Regions from separate parts of the Mus musculus genome. Here region 1 is linked to region 2. A link is a contact called in public promoter capture Hi-C data. All regions are on one chromosome and are shown on one strand. Each heading gives the region's core, a stretch centred on a gene start, on an enhancer-like site or on the middle of the called end of the contact. The rest is flanking DNA. Distances are from core to core; before and after follow the strand shown.

Evidence for each region. Promoter capture Hi-C pulls out the DNA fragments that hold promoters and counts their contacts.
Region 1: a contact with region 2 is called in a promoter capture Hi-C map of liver, with 5 times the contacts expected there. The contact joins the enhancer-like site here to the promoter of Rspo1 in region 2. A contact is called at or near these places in 6 of 39 promoter capture datasets (3T3-L1-derived adipocytes, the C10 cell line, embryonic stem cells and 2 more) and 1 of 484 Hi-C or Micro-C datasets (bone marrow-derived macrophages).

What each region holds. Positions count from the first base shown.
Region 1 is chr4:125,967,522-125,971,987 of GRCm38.p6, forward strand. No RefSeq gene overlaps it. Among named protein-coding and RNA genes, the nearest start is that of 2610028E06Rik, 47 kb to the left of the region's middle. Within about 2 kb of position 2,555, at least 1 of the 459 cell types and tissues checked has an H3K27ac peak or open chromatin away from gene starts, as enhancers often do.
Region 2 is chr4:124,984,750-124,989,103 of GRCm38.p6, forward strand. It overlaps Rspo1 (R-spondin 1), which reads left to right and starts at 1,681. Exons shown (of 6, transcript NM_138683.2): 1 at 1,681-1,922. It overlaps Gm12930 (a long non-coding RNA gene), which reads right to left and starts at 2,458. Exons shown (of 3, transcript XR_003955275.1): 1 at 2,185-2,458.

The sequences.
Region 1 (4,466 bases), core at 1,305-3,804, 980 kb after region 2:
TTAAGGAGGAACTCAAGTTCAGTTCCCAGTATCCACATCAGGCAGCTCATGACTGCCTAGAACTCTGGTTCCAGGGAATCTGCTGCCTTCTGGATCGCACAGGGCCCAGCACTCACGAGCACAGACCCATACACAAACACACATACACACAGACATAATTAAAAAATAACTTTCAAAAAGAGCACTGGGGTTATAGAGTACTACATCCAACTTTACATGTGGATTCCAGGGACTCAAACCCAGGTCAGTAGAGGAAGCAGGAAGCACCTTTACCCACTGAGCCAATCCCCTGCCAAGAGTCCACAGACACTCAAGAAGAGTATCTATTTAGCCAGCTGAATCTGAGGTAACAACAACCTTCTCAAAAGATAACTCCAGAATCAGATGGCTTCCCTGGGGACTTTTAGCAAACACATAAGCAAAGTGTGCGATTGTGAAATCTATATTAGATTAGGCCTCGGATCCCATTTTCTGGCCCACGGTTCCTAAAGCATTTTGAACCTCTGGAATAACAAGTCTTTTTGTGTACTGTCTTAGTTCATTGGGATGGCTATAACAAAATACCTTAGACTGGGTAATTTATACATGAAAGAATTATATTTTGTGAAATTCTGGAGGCAGGCAGATTGGATGTCTGGAAGGGCTCCAGGGATGGTGGCTCGTGGCTATGCATCTTCATGTGACTGGAGGAACAGAAGGGACCAGGCAGCGCTGTCTGCTTCCTGTATACGGGTACTAACCTCAGGGGTGAGGGCAGAGCCCTCATGCTTATCACTGCCCTGGATGCCCCGCCTTTTAATACCATGTCTTAAGCTGTAGATCTCAACAGATGAACTGGAGTGGGGGTGGGGATCCCAGCATTTGGGCCATAACATATGCTGAGACGGCTGGCAGCTGATGACCCTACATAACTTCAGGAAGGAGGAAAGGCTGGCCTCTCTCCCCCACAGGAAAAAAAAACAAGATATGGCCTTCATCCTTGTCTCCCCAGAAAAAAATAGAGGGACTGAAAGTAAGAATTCAGTACAGAATGTCCAGCGATTTCCACAGTCACACCAGGGTAAGGGAGATTCCATTAAAACCTGAAGGGCAGGGTCTTGGGTGTTCTGGATTGCTGAACTCAGGGCAATGTCTGGAGGGGGACACTCCTAGGGAGGGTATGAAAGTCCCATGCTCCTTCCCCACAGTCATACCTGTCCCGACCTATCTGACTGTGTAACATACCTGAACAACTCAATAGCCACGAATCACGTTTCCCTGAGTTCTGTGATCCACATTCGCAAATTAATTAAACTGGAGGAAGGAATTTTGGTACACACAGCCAGCAAAGTTGGATCCAGAGGCCATAACCTAGGGTGCCAACCCAAAGGCTGGGCTGTCCTTTATGCACCCCTGTTCCTACTCTCAGGGACTTCTACCTCACCAGATCCTCCTAGGTCACTGCCATCCTGGATAGCCTTGTGGGTCACCTTGTGATCCTAGAGGTCTCTAGTTCTCACTTGCTTTTGTTCTAATGGGACAGTGTTCCATGGCAGGGCCACCAGGCCCTGGCAGCTGCAGACTCAATGACTACAAGTCTGAGCACGAAACCAGAAGTCAGTCTTCCAGGTCCCAGGGACCTCTAGGAGTCCCATGGGGATAAACTGGGGATAGGGATGCCCCCAAGGGATGTTAGTGGAGTGGTTAGAAGTCTATCTGAGGACACTACTCTGAACCTAGGCTTCCTCCTTCACAAGATGTAAGATGCTAAGTAAGTCACTTCACCTAAGACGTTTTAAAAAAAAAACAGGGTCTCACATTATAGCTAAGGATGGCTTTGAACTTCTGTTCTCCTGTCTCTGCCTCCCATGTGCTTAGATTACAGTTCTGCACCATCATCCCAAGTTTCCATGGTGCTAGAGATCAAACCCAGGGCTTCAGACTCTGTGCTTATAGGCACTCTACCAACTGAGCCGTATCCTCAGCCTCACTTTACCCCCCCACCCCTGCCAGCCTCAGTTTCTTACTCTGTGCGATAGTGTTTAATTCAGAGAATCGCCCTGGGATTGAATGACAGGAAGATGCTTCACCTAACACCTGGCCACAGTGAGCACGGTCCACAGGGGCCCCACCTCATCTATGAACTGAGCCAAGAGGAACCTAGGAATTCTCTGAGCCAGGCAGAACTGGACACTTGAGATCCAGGGCAAAACAGTCATCTCTCCAGCCTCTGCTCGGGTAAGGGCTTCCGCCTAAAACCTCTCTGCTGTCTGCTAACACCTCACTGATGCTTTGATTGCGCTGAGAGCTCCAGCCCAGCTGTTGAGCCTCTCTACCAGCTGGGGCTTAGCTCAGTTCCTCCAAGCTAAGAAATAAGCAAGGACCCGGGGGGGGGGGGGTGTGGAGCGGAGCCCGCCTTTATCTTCCTCCAGAGATGTATATAATTCAGCAGCAAAGAATGCTCAGCTCCCCCCCCCTCGCCCTCAGGCGGGTCACATGACCTCCTCCTAGTGACTTAAGGTGGGTCACCTGGCCTCTAGGCCTCAGTTTGAGGGTTTACAAAGCCAGGTCAGAAATGGTCATTTCTGCTACTTAGTTAATGGACATAAGGTGGGTGTGTTGCTCTCTGGTACGATAAGACATCAAAGTGTTTGCTCTTCTTATTCTCGTTGTTTCCATTTCCCCCAGTACATGGCCAAGTACACAGAAGGTCTCGGAACATATTTATTGAATGAGCAAATATACGGGCGGGTTCATTAATGAACACACCAGCCTTTAATGTGCCTAGTTCACTGGTCACAATGGCTTTGGGTTTGGTGTACCTGGTGGGTGCCAGGTGCACTGTGACATGTGATCTAACTTAGCAGGTTCACTTGTCCAAGATGGCAGCCATTTCTTTCCCTCCCGTTTCATTTTTAATTGTACACATCATATAAAAAAAAAAAGTCACTGAAGAAAAAAAATCAGTAGGAGGAGGCAAAATAAAAAACAATCGATGTAAAAATCACCTATAATTCCACACTCTGAAATTACCATTGTTAAGCATTTGCTGACAGTCAGCCAGACTGTCTTCATGCAAATTTTTTAACAAAGATGGGCTCACATTATGCATACATTGCACCGCAATGGAGTGTGACTCTCTCCATGTCAATAAATATGTATCACAGGCGGCGGCGACTATTCCATTGTAGAGCAGAATCACAATTTATTTAACCAATTTGCTGTTGGGGGCTATTTAGGCTGATCCAATTTCTCACCATTTTCTGTGATGAATATCCTCCTTATCCAGACAACTTCTTGAACTTGTCCAATTATTTCCCTAGGATAAATCTCTAGAAGTGGAATTTCTGAGTCAAAGACAATACACTTATTTAGGGCTTCTCATCTATGCATATGGCCATGTCGTCTCCCGGGATGGCTGTACCAATTTATACTCCCACTCTTGGCACAGGCGATGTGGACCACAAATACGGAAGGTATGGGAAATACATCAGGAAGATGACATTCATCAGGAAAGGCTAGGCCATGCCACAGTAACAAATTAACCCCCAAATCTCAGTGGCATAACACAGAGAAAATTTATGTCTGGTCCAAGTGGCAGATTCAGTCTGGCTCAGGAGAGTCCCTGCCTCGAAGAGTGAACTGAAGGACACAAGCTTCGGAGAGACCGGCCCAAGGACCCAAGGACGGCTGTCTTTTACAGAGCCTGGGAACCAAGGCTTCCCCAGAAGGATTTAAGGGGTTAGCACCCTGGATTTTTGTGTTTTTTGTTTTTTGTTTTTTGTTTTGTGTGTGTGTGTGTGTGTGTGTGTGTGTGTGTGTGTGTGTGTGCAGACCAGAGATGTCTTCCTAAATCATTGTACACTTTATTTATTTATTTATTTTTTTATAGATGAGGTCTTACTGTGCAGCCCTGGCTCGCCTAGCACTTGCTATGTAGACCAAGCTGGCCTTGAACCTGCCTCTGCCTCTAGGTTAAAAGTGTGTGCCATCATGATCAGTCACTTTATTTTTTTGAGATGAGATTGTTCTTTGGACCTAGAGCTTCCTGAGTCAGCTAGACTCTCTGTTCAGCAAGCTCCAGGGGTCCCCCTGCCTCTGTCCCCACAGTGCAGGGACCACAAGCACATATGTCCTCACCCACCTTTTTACATGGATTCTGGGGATTTAAACACCCAGGTCCTGGTGTTTATGTGGCAAGCTTTCTACTGATGAAGCCGTCTCCCTGGGCCACTGGCAGGTTCACGTTCAATGACTTGGTATAGAAGCAGTATTTCCTTGGCTGGAATGGTCAAGTAGCCTTTCTAGCTGCACATGAGATGGGTGGTGTGACCTTCCACATGTCCAGGGAGAAAGGAGACATCTGATACGAGTACACAGCAATGATGTCTGCTACAAATAGAAAGCATTAGAAAGCACAGAGAGTTGTCTTTGGGCAAGAGAAATGGGAACTGAACCCTGTTGAATGTGTGCCCGATTTCCCCCAT
Region 2 (4,354 bases), core at 431-2,930:
TCTGGCCTCCACCAGCCTGTGGGCACCCCTCCACACACTAAATAAATAAATAAATAAATAAACGTAAAAGAGAGGGGAAGGGGGAGGAAAAAGGAAAGAGAAAAATCTGTGGTTGGGAAAATTAGGCCATAGATTATACATTTGCAAATCAGTGTCCGGAATATATTAAATGCACAGGAAAAATCTCTTCCCTATGCCTCCATTGGGTCACATGCTCTAACCCCCATCTCCTCCCACCCAGGGGCCTTCCTCCCTTTCTCACCCATCCCTGAACAACACAACCAGACTGCTCAACTCCCACAGACTTCCTCAGGCGAGAAACCTGAGCCCATGCCCAACACTGACAGCTTCGCCTTCTAGGGGCCAATGCTGAGTCTCTCTCTCTCTCTCTCTCTCTCTCTCTCTCTCTCTCTCTCTCTCTCTCTCTCTCTCTCTCCCTCTCCCTCTCTCTCTGCAACAAAATAAAGCCAAACAAAAGCCCGACGCCTGGCGTGGCTGGTCAGGGAGTTATGCAAGTGTGTAAAAAAATAAAATAAAATAAACATTGCGTTTTCGGCATTTAAGGCTGTTTGATTAGGTGCAGAGCGTTAGCCAAGGGCTGATCGGACACAGGAGGCTGGGGCAGCGTGAGAGGGAAGGGCCTCTGGGAGGGGCTCCAGGGTCCCGGACCAGCTTCTATGAACTTGGGGAGGCTTCTGAGCATGAGCCCAGACTCTGGGCATTTGGGGAGCCTCCACTTCCTCAGGCTAGACACCCTGCTGCTCCTCCCTGGTCATTTGACCATCGGGACACCCTAGGGGCCACTCGATCCTTGGCATCACCACCATCTCCCATCACTCCCAGCGACCCCGTGCCCTTGGCTCGACTGTCAGGGCTCCCTCCTCCACTAAGGAGATTCCACAGCCTGTCTTCATTACTCGCCCCCACCCCCCTAGCCAGCCCATCCTCTCCGCTGGAACTGGGCAGACTGCAGTTTGAGGTTCTCTCCATCCAGTCTAAAGAGAGGGTGGAACTCAGCTGTTTGCCACCCTCAGGCAGGCGTGTGGCTCCCTCCTTCCCTGCAGGTTTAATTCAACCTCTCCTAGGTCGTTGCAGGTGTCTGGAACCCTCCCTTTCCTACTTTGTTATCTCACAAACATTTTTCGAGTTCCTGTCCGGAATTGGGCATCGTTCATTTCACGAAACCCTCAAAACAGATGAAAACCGGGAGGCTCAGAGAAGTTAAGTAACTTACTCCTGGCCACACAGGCGACGGATGAGGGAGCAGGGAGTGGACTGGGGGGTGTATTGTAGGATGGCCCACACTGATTCCAGTGCGAGGAGGTGATAAAAAACTTTCCTTCCCCGGGTCTTCGAAACTGGTCAGATGCTCTGAAGGTTTGATCCTGAAGGAAAGAAGGGTGTGGCTGGGCCATTACAGCCATTCTGTACCTGCCCCCCTTTCCAAGATTCTGATGGAGGGCATGGGCCTTAGCAAGCATCCTGGGTCCCTGCTCCTAACCCAAGAAAAGCGGGTGCGGGTCGGAGAAAGGGAACGTGAGCTCGCAGCGTTCGCCATACAGCAGACGGCGCGTCCCTAGTCCTGGTGTGCGGGAGGGGGCTACGGAGTCCCGGGCCCGGCGCTCCAGTCCGTTTTTTCTTACGGATCGGGCAGGGGGGCCGGCCGGGGGTGGCGCCGGGGGATTCCCTCCCTCGTGCGAGCCGGGGACCGGCCCCTCTCCGGGCGCGGGGCGCAGAGCCCGGGCGGCGCACTGCGGGGCCCGCGCGGGCCGCCCCAGCACCAATGCACCGGGCGGGGCGCTGGCGGCCGAGAAGGCATTGAGCAACTGGGCGGCGGGCGGAGCGCGGGGCCGACGGCAACGCGGGACCCAGTGGCCGCGCCCTCGCCCCTCCGGGCTGCCCCGCCACGGCCGCTGCGCCAGGTGAGTCCCGCGGCCCGCGCCGTCCGCCTTGGGGTCCTGGGTCCACGTCCGGGCGCAGTCAGAGCTGGGGAGGCAGCGCAGAGCCCGACCCCATCCCGTCGTCCCTCCGCACATCAGCCCGGGGCACCCCGCCCCGAGTCCCCAGCCGCGACCTTCCCGCCCCAGCCGTGCCCCCACGCATCCCAACGGCAACCCAGCTGTGACCCAACCCTGACCCACGCGACCCAGCCCCGCCTCAAGTCCCCAGCCCCAATCCACTCACCCAGCCTTGCCCATGCATCCCAGCTGCAACTCAGCTGCGACTCAGCCCCATCTGGAATCCCTAACCCCGACCCACGCGACCCACACACCCTAGAGCAGCGACCCAGCCCCGACCCACGCACCCTAGCTGCGACCCGGCTCCGACCCACGCGACCGGGTCTGGTTCGCGTAAACCCGGTCCCTCCTCCCAGCCTGACGCAGTAGAAGGCCGATGCGCTGCACCATGGCCTGGAGGGGAGAGGTGTGCTGCGGGCACCCAGGGACGTCAGGGTGGACAGGGCACAGGAGACCCGATCCTGCGTATTTGCAGTGCTCATGGGGATGCTGGGGGCATGGAGGTGGGGGCAGTGGATCCGCTCCCCTGGCACCTGTCAGGGCCTCACAGAGAGGGAGGGAGAAGGAGAGAGAGAGAGAGAGAGAGAGAGAGAGAGAGAGAGAGAGAGAGAGAGAGAGAGAGAGAGAGAGAGAGAGAGAGAGAGAATATATATATATTAGAATGAATGGATAGTGAGCGGTGCAGGCACACAGAGCAGAGCTTCTCTCCGCGTTCTGGGTTTGGGGGGCAGCGGGGTGGCCACAGTCTCCGATCCTGACATGGCTCTGCAGTGCCCACGGGTTCCACAGGCAGGCACTCAGTGCCACCCCTGCCCCCGAAATACTTCGGCTCCTTTTGGCATCTAATTCCTAGGCCGGTTGCCAATCCTAGGGATGAGAGTGTTGGCTAATGAGAAGCTGTCGAAGTGGTTTACATTTGGGGGGTCTGTATCTGACATCTGACGGAATACCAATTCATCTTAATGTTGTGGCAGGCAAGGAGGTGAAAGTTCTTCCAGCCCCCCCCCTGCTCAGGCGGAGTTTCCGCCCTCAGCTCCACCCGCAGCCAGCGGAACCCCTTCCTCAGTGTGGGTCCACCCTGTAGGTTCTCCCCTCCCTGACCCATGTGACCTCAGTTTGTGATCTCTGGCCATCTCAGTCTCCGGCGCCCAGATTCTTCACCGTGTGCTGGCCCATTCCCAGAGCCGTGATGATCCAACCTCCCTAACTCTCTGCAAAAGCCAGTCTCCAGGACACCCAGGCACCTAGTTCCCAAATTAGTTTTAAAATTCTCTGTCCTTAACTCCACAGGGTCGCGTTTCCCTGTAATCCTTTCTCCTTCATTTGTGATGGAATAAATGAAGGTCTAGCCCCTGCAGGTGGGAGGAGGTGCAGAGTAAGTGGGGGGAATCTGCCCCAGCCAGCAAAGTTGTTCTCACCCCACCAGTGCCTGGGGCTTTGAACGATGCTTGCTCATTGCTCTTTCCCACAGGGTGGTGTAATGAGCCCTCCCAAGTGAACTTGTGAGCTATAGCAATTCAACACCCAAAGTATATCGAAAATTATGGTAGAAACAAGCAAGGGTATTTAAAAGTCCACCCTCTGCTCCTGGCTCCTCTCCCTGTCCTCCCGAGTGTCAGTGTCCCCGTGAATGCCCAGGTGGGACCCAGAGTAGCTGGAGGCAAAGGGAACCTGAGAGACAGGACTCTGTGGCCCTCGGGAGCTTGGTACCACAGTCTAAGGACCTGCCCTGTGTTTAACAGTCCCTCCAGCAAATTGCCGAATATCCTGGCCATACTGGGCCGTTGTTTCCGGTCTGAGTCTGCCTTCAGCTGTAGCAAATGCATCTTCACTGCTCAGCTCTTTACCCACACTGCACTGCTCCTGTCTGTTGCTTGTACTCCCTGGTGTGGATGAACTATTAGCTCATTTGCTCGGTTTGAGATAAAGATACACAGCGCCCGAAAGTGTTTGAGATTCTTTCCACTCCAGGGGGAAGTCAGTGAGCGCCCCCCTGGACCAATGAAACTCACATCTGTCCCTCCTCTCCATGCCAAGCAGAGACAGGTTTCCTAGAGACCTTGGTGGGGGCTGGGAAGAAGTTCTCATTGGCAGGGACTCCAGGGACTTGGTGAGTGTGGCAGGGGCAGGCCAGGGGGGAAGCTGGGAGGATGGGAAAGGAGTGGGCTAGGAGTTGCCTGCCATCGGCTGGACTGCTCAGCCCTTGGCCTTGAAGTACCTCGTGCCCTTTTGTGGGCACCAAGAGTATGGAGACAGCTGGGAGAGCTTTCCTGAGTGGTGGACTCCACAGAATGAGGCCAAAGTCAGAGACACAGGCTTGACCCCAGACTTGTTTG